2 separate regions of the Mus musculus genome follow, and region 1 is linked to region 2. A link is a contact called in public Hi-C data. All regions are on one chromosome and are shown on one strand. The core of a region is the stretch at or near the end of the contact, and the rest is flanking DNA. Distances in the headings are between cores, read along the strand shown. Region 1 has its middle 16 kb from the start of Adcy1. Region 2 has its middle 170 kb from the start of Adcy1.

Region 1 (2,700 bases), core at 100-2,599, 150 kb before region 2:
GTGTGTTCACCACAGATAGGACCTGGACTGTAGTCTCCCCTCCCCCAGCCTGAAACCTGCTTGCTCAGGGGTGGAGCTTCCTGCTCATTCGTTCTGCCACGCCCACTGCTGGAACCTGCGGAGCCACACACGTGCACCTTTCTACTGGACCAGAGATTATTCGGCAGGAATCGGGTCCCCCTCCCCCTTCCTTCATAACTGAGTGTCGCAACAGTAAAATTTGAGCTTTGATCAGAATAACTGTCTTGGCTACATTTCTTTCTCTCGCCACCTAGCCTCTCTTCTCTTCCAGGTTTCCAAAATGCCTTTCCAGGCTAGAACCCAGGTTGTGGTCTGCTGGCCGGACACAACACTGGACAAGCAGCTCTGACTGTTGGATAGTCTCTTCTTAGTAGTCCTTAATGCTTATATCACTTGGGGGAGGGCCTTGTGAACCTTGCTAGTTTCAGGAACTTCTAAAGACTTGAGAGGTTTCTTTACTTCTGGGATGTCAGCAAGCCTCTTGTCATTATGGATGTTTTAGTTTAAAGGAGATTGCTACATAAAATTCTATCCACTTCTCAATCTCTTTCGGACACCTATACTGTAATATTTCCTGAGCTGTTGGGGTAGAGGTTGCCACAGCAAGTCACTTAGTCTTAGGAGCTGAACCAGTTATGAGTCTCTGCAGTATATCTCCCACTGCAAAAATGAAATTTCTTTCCCTAACCATTGAGGCTAATGGCAGCAGTGAACTATGGGCCCAAACAGACATGACCAGAAGGCAATTTGATAGACACATTACATCCATTTAACAAAACAATAATAGCATTAGAATCCATGTTGAAGCTTTTGAATTGGTTTACAATGCCAAATGTGAATTCCTTCCGGCATCACAAGTTAGTTGCCTCTATAACAACCACACCACTATCATAACAATGGGCACATCTAACCTGTAGGTACTCTGCTACTCAGGGTCCATACTTGAACAAAACCATTAGTGACAATTTCTAGCATTATGACAACAAGCCAGAAGGGAAGGAACTTTGAGCTCAATCCTAGTCTGTAGCCAATGCATACAGTGTCTTCAAAATTAGGTAGTTACCATCCATTTCTGACATTCAACCAACAGCACCGGTGATGCCTTTTATAGTTTGAGCAGCCGTTAGGACCTTTCTGATCAACAACTCATAAGGAGTTAACATATCCTGGTACTGGGATCTTCAGTCAACAGCCATATGGCTCCTGGTAGTGCCTTCTCCCACTCATGAAGGGCATCTTTATTCAAACAACTTACCTGTTACCTTTAGTATTTTTTCAAATGTTTTTCTATGTCCTCAAGGCAGTCAAGGGTTAGCATTATATAACTCCCTTTTAACAGATGGCAGGAAGAATCTCTAACTGTTCAGTGCCAAGTGCCAGTTTGGTCTTGGACAGTTAAAATACACACACACACACACACACACACACACACACACACACACACACACACACACACAAAATCTGTTTTAAAAGTCCAATACAGTGTGAGAGGATCCTCTAACACCTGTTAGTAATCTTTTCACCAGAAGATTGATAGCAGCATATATGAGGAGCACTGTCTTAGATAGTTTGACATGATCACAGCCATTTTCCTTGAACCACCTAGCCTCATCATGCTGAGGTAATGCTGCCACCATAGGACTACTGTGTATCTCCCATCCTGATGATCTCAGTGAGGCTGACTTATACTACGTACCCATGTGCAAATCCAAAAGCTACACTCTGGCCTCCAGGGCCTGCCACCAGAGTCAGCACTGTCTCCATCTGGCTCCTGGCCAGCACTGGAGGACTGCTGACAGGGCTCTGGGATGGGTGGACAATCCTTACTCATATCAGGTACTCTAAGGGAAAACTGACCACCTCTTTGTCAAGCCCGATCTTTTTTATCTGTGTTGTTTTATTATTTATGTCTCTGCTCAGATTTGAAAGCCTTCCAGGAGCTCACTACCACAGCATCTGGCTTCTTACCAGTTCTTTCCTGGGTACTCTAGCTAGATACAAACCTTAGCACATTGCCTTTGAGTGGCCCAAACAGCCACTTGTGTCTTCTTTGCCCATCGTCATCCCATCTATTCTTTTGTCTTTGTACTTCATGAGCCTGGTTTTGTACACTAGTCTAAGCCATTCTGATTGACAAGAGAATACTTTTCCTACCTCATAAAGATGATGAGCCATCCTAGGGATCAACAAAACCAGTCCTGAGGACCCTGCTGAATGGATCTCTTATTTAGCTCTCCTGTAAATTCAGCCCTACCTGACCCAGGAAGATGGGCATCAAATACTGCCTCTCTTGTGGACAATTCCCGTAGAAATGCCCCTCCTTCGTCTACTGTCCCCCAGTCCCTGATAGTCAGGGCACAACATCCAGAAATGACCAAGTGGCCTTAATGGCTTTTATAAGCCAGTTCATTAGGGACCGATTTCCCTCATATTGCCTCAGGTTATTCAATCTTTGCCTCAAGAAGGGATGGGCAGTTTTATTGATTAGTGCCTCTGCTTTCACAGCCCTTAGACTGGTCCTACCCCATCTCCCATGCCCACAGCTTCGTGAACCAGGCCGTGAGAAGTTTTCTTACATCTTGCTTTAAAGTTCTTAAAACAGTTTAGAGACAGAATACTCCCTCACCATCAGAGTTTCTTATGTTGGGCCATTATTAATCCCCTGTCTGAATACTAGAT
Region 2 (2,700 bases), core at 39-2,538:
GATTTGGAGAAAAAAATTAGAATATTTTGTATAAATTTTTAAGACTTACTTTATTTTTAATTACATGTAAGCAGGAGGGTATGTGCGCATGCACATGTGTGCCTGCAAAGGTCAGAGGCATATGATGCCCTGGAGCTGACGTCATAGGCAGCTGTGACAGTGCTGGAGAAGAGTAAATGGTCTTAACCACTGAGCCATCTCTCCAGAGCCTGTGTGTGTGTGTGTATGTGTGTGTGTGTGTGTGTGTGTGTGTGTGTGTGTGTGTGTATGTGTGTGTGTTTAATCTTAGAGTCTTCCTTGTGATTTCCCAGATATCTACAAGAAAGTCACTGAAGCCCAAGTGTCCCTAACTACAGGGCTAATTCTGTATTTTAGTCCTATCTGAAGCCTGGTTTCCCTCCATCTTTGCACCCTTGCTCACTGTGCCTACATCTTCAGCTGTGTCTGCTTTCTGACCCTCCGGGCCTAAAGGCTGTGCTCTCTCTCACTGAGCAGAGACGTCTTCCACACACAGGGACACAAGCGTTAGAACACAGAAAGTTATCTGCTTGGCCTCCAAACCCCAGATACACATTCTGGAGGTAGGTTTGGCCTTTCTCAGACAACTTTCACATTGTCTCCCCAGTCGGCGTCAAGATTTCCAGGACTCGTCTTCGTGCCAGGAGCAGATGAATTCATGAGAGCTGATGCTGAGCCAAGATCCCGTGGAGCCCTGCAAGCTGCTGGGGTTGGGTTGCTGGTGGAGAGAAACCAAACTGGGGTCATCTGCTTGGAATGCCGCTGAACCTGTTTTCTGAAGGGGAAGGGGATGACTTTCTCCTTTTATGGAACCATGTTCTTCAATTATTTAGTGAGACAGACTGATGTGAAAGCTTTCACTGTGTTTAATGCCCATCCCCTCATAAGGAAAGTGACTGCCGCACAGCCCTGGGCATAGCCTTGTGTGCTGTGGAAGTCCCACTCTCTGCTAAGAAAGACTGAGAATGTATCCCGTGGACCGATAATTCCACCAAAGTAAAAGTCTGCATAGTTTTCCTGTGGGTGTAAGGTTGGTTTCAGCAGAATCACATGGTATTGAAGGGGTCAAACTCAGAGTAGTCACGGCACGGCCAGTGGTGTCTCTGCTTGATGATTAACTCAAAAGATTTAATATGGGACCTGTGCTGGTGGCAAGGTCACATGCAGGTTTTTCTGATTCAGCACCTGGGAGGGATAGAGTCTCTTTGTCTGAAGGGGACAGACACAGTGAAGTGATCTGAGGGCAAAGGGCAGACCACACACATCCCAATGTGATTGTCTTTCAAATTCATTTAATTAAGTGGGTGTTGCAGGGCTCCCGTAAAGACCAAATGAAATACCAGCATGCCTCAGCAAACAGATGGCTCTGAGTTACCTCTGCAACCCCACCCCCAGGAGGGCTTGTGATTTGTCCACCTCCTTATCCTCCCCACCCCCAGCTTCTCTAGTGAGACTATCCAAAGGAGGACTCTGAAGGAGGGAGGACTCCAGCCCCTTTCTCGAGGAGTGGCACAAGGGAACTAGGTAAGATTCTGTTGTCTGAGCCATATGGGATGAGGATCAGGAAAGTCTGTCTTCTGCCCAAGCTGGAGACAGTCCAGACTGTGAGGGAGACAGGCCAGCACATCTAACACCTCATGTCAGCAGGAAGAGGTTTCCAGGCTCAAAGAGTGGGGCTTTAGGGGCACACATTCATCTTTCTGCTCCAGGTTCAAGGTTAGGGTGGGCCAGGCCTGCCTTTTCCTCCTGAGGGAGTCTGAAGTAGGTACTGAACGTGACCCAAGTAGAGCCTCCCGTAACCCCACAGGCTCACAGACAGGACCCTTCAGGGATCCAGAGAGGAGGACCCAGGTGTGTGATGGTCAAGTGTGTTTGTGTATACTGCTGTGCAAATGTGAGTGTGTACATCTGAAAACAGGAATACAGATGAGTGCTTGTGCACAGGCGTGTGCTTTCTTTCATGTGTGAGAAGTTGCATTCTTATCCCTGACCAAGTTGGAATCACCAGGCACACACATGCTAAGGACTGAACGCTCTTAACTCGCCTTACCTCTTCTACTGGAATCTCCCTGTGAGCCAAAATTAGTCTCCCAAGGAACTAAACCGAAAACCTGGTCTTACAGGGAGAGACGGGCTGAGCAGAAAGCGGGATATGCAGGAATGAGAGATGAAAGTGGGTTGGTTGATTCAAAGTTAGACTCTTTGTAAAGTGGGACAGAGAGAAACAGAGCAGCAGGAATCTGGTTGGTAACACGGGGTGGCCAGGTTCCATCTCTGTAAGGACTGAGGCCCAGGGGACCTATGCAGGTGAAACTGGCCTACTATGGAAATTCCTTAGCTCGGTTCCCCTAGCTTCTTAAAGAATCAGACAACATCTCAGCCGTCCTCCGAAGCTGAGGAACTTCAGCATGGGTGACTCCATCTTGATTTTTCATGTAGTCTGAGAGAGCCCAGTGCAGGAGCCTTATCCAAAACTCCAGAGTGCTGAGATCCCAAATGGACTCTAAGAAATGTGTCAGCTCAGCCATGAGAGGGCATCACTTGCAAAGAGGAGAGGCAGGTCCCAGTGGTGGGCAGAGAAGAGATGCAGGGTACCACCTTACAGCTACAAGTAGGAGATGGAGCTGGAAGGCACTGGCCACAGTCAGGGCCTCATGGTGGGAGGGGCCTATTCTTGGGAAC

Evidence for each region. A called contact is a pair of places that touch in the nucleus more often than the background predicts.
Region 1: a contact with region 2 is called in a Hi-C map of cerebellum, with 2.3 times the contacts expected there. The contact joins two enhancer-like sites. A contact is called at or near these places in 7 of 484 Hi-C or Micro-C datasets (brain, cerebellar granule neurons, cerebellum and 3 more), 2 of 115 datasets of contacts at active chromatin or transcription factors (both in embryonic stem cells) and 1 of 9 other capture datasets (embryonic stem cells).

What each region holds. Positions count from the first base shown.
Region 1 is chr11:7,046,495-7,049,194 of GRCm38.p6, reverse strand. No RefSeq gene overlaps it. Among named protein-coding and RNA genes, the nearest start is that of Adcy1, 16 kb to the left of the region's middle. Within about 2 kb of position 1,349, at least 2 of the 459 cell types and tissues checked have an H3K27ac peak or open chromatin away from gene starts, as enhancers often do. A contact at or near this core is called in cerebellar granule neurons and cerebellum, where this site is marked.
Region 2 is chr11:6,893,874-6,896,573 of GRCm38.p6, reverse strand. No RefSeq gene overlaps it. Among named protein-coding and RNA genes, the nearest start is that of Adcy1, 170 kb to the left of the region's middle. Within about 2 kb of position 1,288, at least 37 of the 459 cell types and tissues checked have an H3K27ac peak or open chromatin away from gene starts, as enhancers often do. A contact at or near this core is called in cerebellar granule neurons and cerebellum, where this site is marked.